3 separate regions of the Sus scrofa genome follow, and regions 1 and 3 are each linked to region 2. The links are chromatin contacts, called in public HiChIP or PLAC-seq maps. All regions are on one chromosome and are shown on one strand. Each heading gives the region's core, a stretch centred on a gene start, on an enhancer-like site or on the middle of the called end of the contact. The rest is flanking DNA. Distances are from core to core; before and after follow the strand shown. Region 1 overlaps LOC110261987 (a long non-coding RNA gene). Region 2 has its middle 160 kb from the start of TLE3. Region 3 overlaps LOC100626276 (a long non-coding RNA gene).

Evidence for each region. HiChIP or PLAC-seq counts read pairs in DNA pulled down with a chosen protein or histone mark.
Region 1: an H3K27ac HiChIP or PLAC-seq map of alveolar macrophages shows a contact between it and region 2. The contact joins two enhancer-like sites. A contact is called at or near these places in 2 of 47 Hi-C or Micro-C datasets (epiblast stem cells and retroperitoneal adipose tissue) and 1 of 2 datasets of contacts at active chromatin or transcription factors (alveolar macrophages).
Region 3: a contact with region 2 is called in an H3K27ac HiChIP or PLAC-seq map of alveolar macrophages. The contact joins two enhancer-like sites. A contact is called at or near these places in 2 of 2 datasets of contacts at active chromatin or transcription factors (alveolar macrophages and skeletal muscle).

The regions. Positions count from the first base shown.
Region 1 is chr1:167,595,250-167,599,194 of Sscrofa11.1, forward strand. LOC110261987 (a long non-coding RNA gene) reads left to right here. Exons shown (of 2, transcript XR_002346464.1): 1 at 1-3,945. Among named protein-coding and RNA genes, the nearest start is that of TLE3, 260 kb to the right of the region's middle. Within about 2 kb of position 2,567, at least 15 of the 83 cell types and tissues checked have an H3K27ac peak or open chromatin away from gene starts, as enhancers often do. A contact at or near this core is called in alveolar macrophages and retroperitoneal adipose tissue, where this site is marked.
Region 2 is chr1:168,012,745-168,017,055 of Sscrofa11.1, forward strand. No RefSeq gene overlaps it. Among named protein-coding and RNA genes, the nearest start is that of TLE3, 160 kb to the left of the region's middle. Within about 2 kb of position 2,112, at least 11 of the 83 cell types and tissues checked have an H3K27ac peak or open chromatin away from gene starts, as enhancers often do. A contact at or near this core is called in alveolar macrophages and retroperitoneal adipose tissue, where this site is marked.
Region 3 is chr1:167,531,390-167,535,446 of Sscrofa11.1, forward strand. LOC100626276 (a long non-coding RNA gene) reads left to right here. Exons shown (of 3, transcript XR_131319.4): 2 at 1-4,057. Among named protein-coding and RNA genes, the nearest start is that of RPLP1, 240 kb to the left of the region's middle. Within about 2 kb of position 2,347, at least 22 of the 83 cell types and tissues checked have an H3K27ac peak or open chromatin away from gene starts, as enhancers often do. A contact at or near this core is called in alveolar macrophages, where this site is marked.

The DNA.
Region 1 (3,945 bases), core at 1,317-3,816, 420 kb before region 2:
GGCTTCAACTTGTCTCATAAGCAGATCTGAGTCAATAGTATTAATACTGAAGAGATTAAATGAGATTCATGTCAAGTGCTTAAGGCAGTGCCTGGCACACAGTGGGGCCTAATCATTGCTGCTATTATAAGCTCATTTTCGAAATTGCCTCCCTCCTGGTGCTCCAGCAGTACTGCACACCATATACAGTCTCGCAACTAACAGATGACGTTCATTCCATTAACCCTTTGAATTCTAACAACAGAGGAAAATTAATTTCCTGCTCATATATCATCCTCATCGCTAAAACGTGAGCAATCCTAACGTCCCCTCCTTACAGGGCTGTGCGAGAATCCCACCAGAAGGCCTGTGTGTTAGAAAATCTTGTAACTGCCACAAGAGCACACAAAGGGAAGCTGTGTGACCATTTGTGCCTTACTTTTGCAAAGCTACATCTGTCCTCCAACTGCTAAGTTCCAGACACACGCTGTGGCCCTTTTGTCCGTAGCCCGGCATGTGAAGGCTACAGGGCAGACGAACACCAGGGTGCACTGTGGCCAAGATCTCAGTTTATTCCTCTGCAATTTTAGGCAAGTTACTAAGTCTGAGACTCAAGCTGCCTCTGCTTTGAAATCACATGGTTCGATCTCAGAGTTGTTAAATCCCAGTGGTATAATTTAGGTAAAATGACCATTTTTCAACTACTAACATCTGTCTCTGTGCTAGACAAGACTGTAGGGCAATAGGAATAGGTGCTGAGCAGAGATGAGCCCTGCCCTCTTGGACTGAAGGCAACAGATATGCACCATGTGTAACTGGGGTACCAGTAACACAAAATTTGACTCCAAACAGCTTTGACAAGCCAGGCAATTTAACATCTTACCATCTCCCAAGATAGGCCTATCCCAGCATTGGCTAATTCATAGCTCCTGTGTATTCAAGACATTCTTTCCACCTTTCAGTTCTACAATCCTTAGCATACTGATGTTTGGCTCCAGCCCCATGCCCTCATGGTTACAAAATGGCTGCTGAGGCTCTGGGTTTAGCATCCTCACATGGCATTGGAAGAGGCCAGGAAGGCAAAGTCCCCCTCCTTGGTGTCCATTTTTGTTTTCTGGACTGAAGAAACCATCTTCAGGCATGCCAGTCAGTACCATTTAGTACTTTCAATGTTGCCCAGTATCAAGTTCCAAAACATGTACACCCTAGAAGAGAACCCTTATGTCTTTTGAGGAAACCTTTCCTAGAATCTCAAAAGATGTGCCCCTCAAGTCTCATCAACCCAAATTGAGTTACATGATTGTTCTTAAAGCAGTCACTGGCAAGGAGAGTGGCATTACACTGGGCCAATCAGAAGTCCCTACAGTTCAGCAGCCCCGGCAGCACAGGACCGTGACCAGGACCATATGATTCCCTGAACAAATAAGTTCATCCGCACAGGGTGGAGAGTACACAGATGCCCAGGGGGGTGCAGCCTTTCCCTTATTAGTGACTGTTGGACGAGTGGGCAGAACACACCCCAACCTTTCCCATTTGCCAAAATGAAAAAACAGTAGGTGCAGCCCATATAGCCCCCCTCCAAGGGAATGCCCAATTAGTTCTCAGCGCCTGGAGTAGGCAACTTTGCAATCAGAACAGCAGTTTCAGAGACAGCAGAGGAACTGGCATCTGGAGCCTGGATGCCTTCCCAGCCTCTCACAAATTCTCCAATTACACCGCTTTTCGGATCTTTTTCACTACCCCAAACCGACTGCTCTCCTAGTCTTTGAAAATGCTACTCAGAAACAGACCATATTATGTGTTGGAGACACCTGTTTGCAATCACATGGCCTTTTATGGATCTATTTGGAAGCCTGTTTTCGGGAGCTACCTAGAAAGCCAGAATGGTACAGCTAACACCTGCATGAAATGTACTCCATGCTGGAGGGTCTGCTTCCCTTTCTTCCTGGTGTCAGAGACTTGTGAGGATGGCAGCACCCTTACCTGTCTGGGGGTGCCTCAGGCACAGGGAACACCCCACATCTTGCACACACCCCCGCTCCCCACCACAGGATGAAGGGCTAACTGGCACCTTCCCTCCTTCCTGGGGTGAGGGCTCAGGGGACAAGGTGGGCCAGAGGTTCCTGTCACAGGCAGGCAGAGGTGATGCCTTGGCAAGCGGGGGTGGTGGTGACTCATCTCCTGTCTCAGAGAGCCAGCCATTCATTCATGGCGCAAACAAGGATGGAGGTCAGAGGTGGCCCAACGCTGGGCTAGGTGCCAGACACTATGCTGCTGCGTGGACCCAGCCTCCTTGGAGCATAAAGTCTATAGAATCAAATAACCTTCCAAATACAATCGCACACCATGGAGATGCCTCATGTTTGCAACACCTGACTGGCCCATTTATGCGGGGGGTGGGGGGTGTGCAGGGAAAAAACCCACCAGCAATTGTAACAGTCTTACTGTTGGACAATGTCACACCAACAGAGCCCAGATGGGGGGGCAGTGGCCATTCACCTTAACTTTGGCCTTTTTACACCCCTTTGAGGCTGCCTCGAAGCAAGTCCAAATGCTCCTCCACTAATTTTGCACATTCATCTCTTGCTAGTCTCTGGCTTGCAGTTTTTTTCACAGCTGGATGGTTGTGTAATAACGTACTTATAATAAAAGGGAAATTGTAGATCTGAGTCAGAGGTCATACTTTCTTAAAGGGCCAGATAGTAACTTTTCCACGCTGCAGGCCCAGGCTGCAGGGTCTCTTTTGCAGCTACTCAGCTCCGCAGTTGTTATCAGGAAAGCAGCCCATCTGTGAATGAACAGGCCTGTTTCCAATAAAGTTTTATTTAGGGACTGAATTTCATGGTTTTCACATGTCACAAAATACCATTCTTTAGTTTTTCCAGCCATTTTAAAACCTAAAAATGCACTCTTAGCTTGAAGGCCACACAAAAACAGATTTTTTGGCCTGTGAGCTACAGCTTGCCCTTCCCCTAGGTAGGTGGTGGGATGTAGGTATTTTATCAACGTCGAGCAATATTAAGATTTCTACAGAAAATGATGAGACATCAGTGGCTTGTTTTTTTTGTTTTGTCTTGGTGTTTTTCTTAATCTGTTTGGCTAGCCACACTGAGGTACCCTCTTGGTTAACTACTCTGTCCACTTTCTCTTTTGCACCTCCTTAAGGAATCTCACCCTGCCCTGACATTACAGGTGTCCTGTATGACATATCACAGAAGTACAGGATACAGAGAGATCTAGGATTTCTGTAAACCAAAAGGATACACCTGTGTGATGAGAGCTTCGATGTGGCTAACTCACCAGGTGCCCGTGGTTACTGACTGTCCCTTCCCAGTGACTGGAGGTACTCTCAGCTTCCTGCCCAGCTCTCCTCATTTGAAGGTCTGTTTCTGGCCATTTCCAAGTCTTCCTGTTTCCCCTCCCCCACCTTTCTCAACATCCTCCCACGGGCCCCTGAGTGGTGACAACAGCCTTCCTGGCTCTAGACAGTGGTCCCACGTTCCACCGAGATTCATTTTAGGGAAGGCCCCGGCTACCCACACAGCTTCGCCACCCCATCGCGTGGATGCTTTATTTAGCTGATGAAGCGTCCGTCTTCACTTTATTCAGGGGCAAGGAAAGAGAAAGAAAAGGGACTTGAGGTGGGAAGAATCACTTCCCAGAAAGCAGCAGGGAGGCCCCCACACCTTCCGCTAGCCTCATGAAACCTTGGAGAAGGCTGGGTTTCCCCACCTGTGCCCACCCCTCCTCCAGGGCATTCTTCGTGCCCTGGACTCTGCTGCAACAGCTGACCCTATTTTTTAGTGCAGTCAGTGAATTTTAGCCTTTAATGCTCTTCTTTCTCAGAGGCAGGAGAGAAGTGGTGCAGCTGGATGGGACATGGGAAAGGAAATGGCTTTGGCAGGCCCGGTCCAAATCCTAGGAGGCAGCCCTGGCTGAAATCGGGGAAAGGGAACCCTGCTCCTG
Region 2 (4,311 bases), core at 862-3,361:
GAGCTCCAGGATACAGGGGAGTCCATCTGGGGGGATGGGGCTGGGAGCACATAGAGGAGAAACATTGCTGCTGCTCTGGCAAGGTCAGGGCTCTCTTTCTACATAATTTGTGTGTGTCTGGGGTGGCCTTGGGTGCGCTGGCGGAGAGATGGGGAAGATGGGTGTGGCGCTGGCTGTAGCCCCACCACCTGGAATACCCTTGAGTGAAGAGGTTCCTGAAGGAAAACTGTCCCTACAACGTGCCAGATATGAGCCAGGAGTAGCTCGCTGGGCTCCCCTGAACGTGGGCTCCTGGCTACACAGGGAGACAGACGAAGGTAGCATTGTGAGCACGGCAAGGACAGAACAGGGCAGAGTTCGTCCACTGACTGGGAACTTAATCAAGGTGTGTTGAAGGAACAAAGGGTTGACTGGCTGAATGAGTGAGCAAGATGCTACCTCTCTGAGCCCCAGTCTTCTCATCTGTGAAACAGAAGCTGGGCTTGGAAAATCCAGCCTAAAGTGGTCCCTTGTGCAGTCCTTCTCCCCACCTTTGCTCACAGGATCACTCTGGAGGTGTCCTCCCCTCTCTGCACCGGAATCCCCCGTACCCTAAGCCATCCTCCAAGTCACCCCTGCCAGCGCGATTTGGTACTTAGCTGGGTACTGCTCTGGACCCAGAGGACTTTGAAGCCTGTGTCTTGGGTCCTTGCTTCCCTGCTGAGGGAAGGGGATGCATTGCGGACATTTTTTTTTCCCTTGCTCTATTGTGGAACTCTGCAAATAGGGGTGGATTGACTGGCTTTTAAAACCCCAAACCAGGAGTTCCCATTGTGGCACAGTGGAAACGAATCCAACTAGGAACCATGAGGTTGTGGGTTCAATCCCTGGCCCTGCTCAGTGGGTTAAGGATCAGGCATTGCCGTGAGTTGTGGTGTAGGTTGCAGATGCAGCTCGGATCCCCCATTGCTGTGGCTGTGGTGTAGACCGGCAGCTGTAGCTCCGATTAGACCCCTAGCCTGGGAACCTCCATGTGCTGCGGGTGCGGCTCTAAAAAAAGACATAAGACAAAAATAAATATAAAATAAAACAAAACCCCAAACTGCTCAAGCCTCTAAGGAATGAAGCGTGGGTATCAAAGACCCCCTCAATTCCACTCACTGGAGACAGGGATGGTTTGGGGGAGGGCTCAGAGCTGGAGTCAGAGAGGCTGGGCTGGGTTGGGCTGAAGCCAGCAGCCCCACCTTCCCACCCATTCCGGTCCCTCCACGCGCTGGCCTCCAAGGGACACCAAGTAAACACAACAGCAAGTGTCCGAGGCTGTGAGTACAAGCTAATTAATTCACCAGAGGGAAGGAAGGCTATAAATAAATGATGGGAGTGGAGGGGATGGGAGGGGGCAAGTTTATCCACCAGCCGGTTTCACAGAGTCTCTGCTCTGGCAATACAGGTTAATGAGCACAGGCCTCCTTGCCAAGATAATAGCGACTAAAAATAAAAAAAGAGAAACGAGTCACCCTCCCTGGTGAATCAGACGCCTCAGATTGTAATTTCCATGCTGATACTGTAATTTTCCTGTTCCTCTTGCTCCCCTGGGGCTGATGAAAACGGAACCCCTTCCCCCCAAAGGAGGGACAGACCCTATTCTGGTTTATTCTCCCCCACCCCCGCCCCCCGCCCAGGAAGGAGGGGTGGGTAGGCTGGGAGTGGGAAGGCAAAGGGAACCCAAGCCCAGCCCTGGGTGGCCAGCCAAGAGGCTGAAGACAAGTGGCCATCTGCTGAGCGGAGGAAAAATGAAGTTTGGACTTGTCCAATGACCCGACCCAAGTTGTACCCAGCGGCAGGGGCGGGGGGGGAAAGGGGCGGCACTGGGGGGGGCCGTGTGACAGCTATAACTCTGTCTCTCATGTCTCCAGATCCAAGTCACACTCTGGTCTACCTCCTTCCTCCCTCAGATGGGGAAACTGAGGCACAGGGACAGAAAGGGACTTGTCAAGAGCCTCCCAGGGGAACAATGGCAGGGGTCTCAGAGAGTGGGGAGCCCAACGTGGGACTCCTCAGCCAGTGCTGTCATCTGCTCACCACTTCCTATTGTGGTCATGAACTTGTCCTCCTGAATCCTTCCCAGGCCCATGTCTGCCTCACCCTGACTCTACATCCCACCTCCCCGACCTGCCTTTCCAGGGAGCTTGTGAAATACCACCCCCCTATTCCCAACTCTCTTCTGGGCCACCAGAGCAGCAGATGCAGATGGCCAGAAGGTTCTTGTCGCACACCCCAGTCGGTGGAGGTCACCCTTGCTGGGGACAGGTGCAGGAAAGCTTCTCTATACAGCGCCTTCGTGTAAACTGAAAAAAGGCGCCCCCTGTCTGCAGATACAGCCCAGGTGGGGCTTTAGGCTTGGCTAGTGGACCCAGGGTGGGTTTCAGGTCCATTTGCCCCTGTACCACACCCCCATTCTTGTCAGGGTGACTTTGAGCAGTGTACACCCCGCATAATCTTCTCCGATGGCCCCGCCTCTGTCTTCCTGGAGTTCAGCCAAGCTCCCCCAAACTCTCCAGGACAGTAGAACTTTCCTGACAGTAGAAAGCTAAATGTGGCTCTCCCTTCCTCCCTCCCCTAACCTCAGCCCCCTCCCCCTGGCAGATGCTGGGAAAGGAAAAAGACTGAAATAAACACGAATCACATCAACTCTTTCCTAGAGAAGACAATGGAGCTTGGGGACCTGGCCCCTGGGTGGCAAAGAAACCGGCCTTGGGAAGTGAACACAGAAACAGCCACAGCAAGAAGGGCAGCTTCATTCCAGACTCCAGCCAGCTGACCCGGGTCAGGACCTGCCCCTGCACATGAGGATTTGTTTTGTCCCATGGGCCCTGTGTCTTGGTAGCATTTGTGGGAGGAGAGAGGCCTTGCTCTGGACCACAGGCATGGGAGGTGGGCAGGGGGAGGGTGTGCCACCTGCCTTCTTGGGCACTGGGGATGCCCATGGGTGACTCCCTGGGCACCATGACAGGCCAGCCCAGGACAACAGGGTGCCCGTTCTACCACACTCTCATTCCATGGCATTTTGGTGGCAGATGTCAAGCACAGATTAAAAACCAGTCCATCTTGCTATTATTACCCCTAATTACTCACTCACTAGCTGAAGGCTCCCTGCAGAGGAAACTAGCTCCATCTCAGACCCTGGGCCTCATGGGCCTGTGGAGAAATTCCTTTTTCTGTACTTTTGTGCTTTCTTCAATCCCCTGCAGCAAAACTGCTTTCCTCCAGCCCACCCAAGGTTATGGGCGCACTCGTGTGTGCGCACATCCCCTCCCACCCCATCCCTTCAGCATCCTTGCTGCTTCCTGGGCCCTGGCTCTCAGGAGTGAGGCTAAGGTTGGGCCTGGCTCCACCCACACAGCCTCCACCTCAGCTCCCACCACTTCATCTGGGGCAACGGCCCCCTTGGGGGCTTCCTTGCTGCCCATGTCTGCTGGTCTTACCAGCAAAGCAGAGGGCCAAGGGCCGTGAATTGACTCTCCTTTCACATTCCCTCCCCTCTCAGGAATGGGAGCAGTGGACAGGTTGTGGGGAGCTGGTGAGGTGGGGGAGGACAGTGAGGGGTGCACTGAGGAACCGAGGAACAGGGCAGCTCCGATGGAGGCCCACATGGGGCTCTGGCATAGGTCCAGCACCCCCTGTTGAGAATCCCTGCATAGTGGTACCCACAGCCCTGGTCCTCATCACCCAAACCGCAGATGCATGGGCATCCACGCCCATCCTCTTCTCCCTGTCTCCACCACAGACGTCCCCTTGCTCAGCCTGGACCTGTCCCTCCTCAGACCCCGTTCAACCCACTAGCTCCTCATCTACTGTGTCCTCAACCTCACTCCTGGGCCCTGGCCCACAGCCTCTCCTGTCTTGAAAACATCTCCTTCTTGACCTGCTGGCCTCTTTCAGCCATTGCCCCGCCCTGGCCCTTCTTTCACAGCCAATCCTCTTAACCAGGGGTGTCTGTACAAGCGTTTCCCACTTCCTCCCCTCCCACGTCCCTCAGTCTGACTTCGGCCCCTCCATGCCCCAGAGGCTGGCCTTTCACGGCCACCTCTGACCTCTTTGTTGCTAAATCTAGTGGACACTTTTAACTCCACATCCCACAAGGTCTGTGGACAGGACCTGACGCTGCTGACCACTTCCTCTTCCTAACACACTCGCCTTGGCTGCCGGACACCACAGTCTCCCCGCTTTCCCCACCTTCTGACGCTGGTGGATCCGCTGGACCTCAGGCCCGACATCCTCTTCCTCAGGCACAGTGGTGTGGCTCAGAGGTCTGCTCTCTGCTGCCCTCCC
Region 3 (4,057 bases), core at 1,097-3,596, 480 kb before region 2:
AGAAAAGACAAAAAAAAAAAAAAAAAAAAAAAAAAAAGACAAAAAAAAATAGTATCATCAGAGGGAAGCTATGGCACCCAAAAAACCAAAAGCAGATTGTAAAAAGAAATAGAGCTCCTGAAAATGAAAATTAACAGACTCCCCCCAAAGTTTTATATAACATTTGGAACATGAGGCCAACTCTCCAAAAGTAAAACAAAAGGATAAACAGACTGAAAATAGGAAAGATAAGAAAATTGCAGGATCCATCTTCAGATATTCAGCATCCAAATAGTAAGAGTTCCAAAAAGAGGGGGGAAAAATGGAGACAACACAGGGGAGGCAATATTCAAGGAAATAATACCGAAATAAAATTCCCAGAACTGAAATCATGAGTTTCTTTGTTTGAATCCACCACATGCTTTACATAGCATATGACAGAAAGACCCACATCAAGGCAGATTATTGTGAAATTTTAGAATACCAGGATAAAGAGAATATTGAAAACTTCCGGAAAGGAAAAAATAAAAAGCAAAAACAAGACATGTATAAAGGATCAGGGTATGGGATAATGCTGGATTTCTCAACAACAGTCCTAGAAGCCAATTTATGCCCTCAGATTCTATACCCAGCCAAACTATGAATCAAGTGTGGGCTTCCCAGTTGCAGCACTGAAAACTAGAAGCAAAGAAGCAACATTTTCAAAATTCTGAAGAAATGTGATCTGCAATGTAGAGTTTACACTCAGCCAAATAACACTCCAGCAGAGGTTCTAAGACATTTTAAAAAATGCAAATTCCTCCCAAATCTGCCTTCCATTTTCCCGGACCCATGATGCTACGGGAGGGGGTGTTCTGCTAAAATGAAGGACTCCACCGAGAAAGAGGCAGATGTGGGAGCCATAAAGCAGGTGATCCAATGGTGGAGAAAGAGAAGGATTCATAAGAGGATGCCAAGAGATGCCAGGATTGCCACCACGGCACAGAGCACCATCTCTTTCTGCCACTGGCGCTGTGCATCCCCTGACAGTTGACTGACCCACCTGGCTTCCCTCAGTCACCCCCCACTGCAGCTCCTGGGCCAGCCTTCTCCCACTCTCCAACAGGGCAATGGAGGTTTGGGGAGCCCTCTGTGCCCCCATAGGAATTGAAGAAGATTCTGTTTCTTCCATCCATGGTCTCAGCTTGAACTCCCCACTGCCATTGCCTCATCTTTTAAACATGACAATTACAGCACCAATGTCAAGAGGTCATTGTGAGGATGAAATGATTGAATGTTTGCAAAGCACTTAGCAGGGCATCTGGCACGTGGTCAAGTAATGTTGGTATTTGTTAAGTGGAACCCATTATGTAATGATGTGAAGGTAAACTTGTAGTAGGTTGGAAAAACATCAGCTTAAACTTCAGCCACTGCTGAGGGGACTTCTCCAGCTCCCCATTGTCCCGTATACCTAGATACTCCCAAATGTGTTATTCTAGAGGCATCTCAATTTGTGATGCCCGTGTGGTTGGACCACATCATTTGTTGCAGAATGTGCTTTGGCGAGTCCTCTCCTCATCCTGCCAGGCTTGTTCTGCTGTCCTTTCCAGAGTCACCTTGACACCAACCCTCCTGTCCCACCCATCCTCCACTCTAGCCACCTCCTCCAGTCAGCCCCTCAGGGCTTCATCTGGACCCTCACTGGCCGAGCCGTCCTTCTAGCCTGTTTCTGCGCACTCCTTCAGTCTCAGCTGGGCCATCATTTCTGCAAAGAAGCCTTCCCAGGCCCCAAAGGTGACCCATGACACATTCTCATGACCACAGAGTATGCTTAATTCTTGCACTCAGCATGACCGTTGCAATTCGCTGTGTCTGTCGATCATTCATTTAACACACACTTGTTGCACGCCTGGCATATACCAGGCACTGTTCCTGGTCTTGACTGTACAGCGATGAGGCAAATAGAAACTCCTGCCACTGGCAGGGTGAGTGTATTATCCAGCAATTATTGGATGTCTTTGCCTTCCTAACCATTAGCTCCATTGTTAACGCGTACCTGCTGGAAAACAGGCTTTAATAAATATTTGCTGAGAGATAAGCCGCGGGGACATTGTCGCCTCTGCCAAGAGAGTGAAGATGGGGTTGGGGCACTATCACCCCCTTATGAAGCGGGTAAAGATCTCCGAGAGGCTGGCGCTGGCAGGAAGGAAGCGGAGGTGCTGACAAGCAGTTTCGAACAGTTTAGCAGGAGGTTAAAAGAAGAAAAGAGAAGCCCCACCCAGGTGGAAGGTCACTGTGGTTTCCTCGGCCATGTTCCCCTGCCCCCACATCCCCTCTCCAGCCCTGTTCTTCTGGCCATGCTTGTGACCCGCCAGGCCGGCCTTCCACATGAGCTGGGGCTCAAGGGCTTGCTGGGGTGGGTGGGGGTGGGGGGACGTTCGCCAGTGGGTAACCCCATGACTAATCCAGAGAAACTGTTCTGGCCCAGCGGTTCACCCCAGGCTTGTTTGTGTCTAATTTCCTGGGGCAAATGGGCCTCTTATTTTCACTTTGAGGTTTAGGGTTTCCCCTTGAGCTGGTGGGGAGACAGGCCAGGATGTTTTGCATGAGTGTGGAAAGTCTTGGAGTTGGAAGTTAGGGAGGAGGTGGATGCCAAGGGCTGGAGTGCTCAGCTGAGCCAGCCTCCCGCTGAGGGGCTTGGTGTAACCCTTATTTCTTCCAAGAGCACTTCGCAGGAGAATCTAGCAGGAACACCACAGGAGACAGAATGAGTTAGTTGTTCCCCCCCTCCCCCCAGGGGAAAAGTGGGGAGAAGACTAAGAATTCAGAAGCACAAAACCCTCTGTAGGTGAGAAGCAATAAAGAGGACCATCTTTGCACGAGTGCTGAGAGGGACACTGAGCTCAGCAAAGAGTATGCCTCTCACATGCGTTTTAGAAGGGAGCTGGAGGAACCTGGGCTCTCAAAGCACATCTCCCTGGGTTTGGGCCCTGCTCTCTTGCGTCTGTCCCATAAACAGTGTTTTTTGTTTTTCTTTTTTTCTGTTTTTTTCCAAGGGTCCACTCTGTGTTGGGCTCCAATGGTACAGACGCAAAGAGCTAAGCGCTGTGCTTTGTCTTTGAAAAAGTCTCTTAACATCCCTGATCCTCACGTTGCCGCCACGAAAATGTTCTTTGAGGCTCCTGAGGCTTACACAGGACAGTGGGCTGCATGTGAAAAAGGGCTGTGGCATATGTGATCAAAGAGCAGAACCCTCTTAAACATTCTCCCATTAACCACCCTGCCAGATTGCTTGAGGCTTTCCATGCCCCTCGGCACGCATTGTGCCCAGGACACACCAAACCCCTGAAGCTCGCGGGTATTCTTCAGTTTTCCCTGGGCACATCTGTTCCCATCCGTCGAGCTGTGTGTGCTTATCAAGCGTTACTTGTGTTTGCTCTCAACCTGTTCCTCTTACTCTAATTGAAGAGTGCAACTGTTATTCCACAAGGCAATGGAATATGAGGGCAAAAAAAAAAAAAAAAAAAAAATCGAGTTGCTTCTTCCTCAGCTAAGTTGAGTGCATGGGAAAGAATCAGATAGTTCACCAACTTTCTGGAGAATTTGTTGTAAGTAATATAACTGCAAAGGGTTGGGGGGGGAGAAAACCCCCATAAAATTGAATCTCTGGCTTTCCATTTTCTGTTCTCACTCGACTTGAAAGAAAACAGAGACTGAGTTGTCAACAGAACTTTGTGGGTATGGTTTTTTGGGGGGAATGATAACAAAGGGTTCCAATCAGTTAACCTAAAGGATTCCCTACTTTCTATGACTATTTGGGCCAAATGACACTCACAAAGCCAGCTCTCATCAGATTCAAGAGAGCAGGTCCGTGCCTTGAATATCTCTCAGTGAGCTGGAAAGGGAGGGTGTCAGGGCTCACTCAAGGCATGTGGTTAGGGTGAGCCCCTCAGATCTGGGAGGGGCTTCGTGGTCACAGGCCCAGAGTTCTTCCTGTAGTGGGTGTAGCCACCACAGCCCCACTGCCAAACAGCTGACTGGGCTCCCTGTGGATGCCGCTGGGTACTCACCGCCACTGAGGCCAGCACCTGGCTCTTTT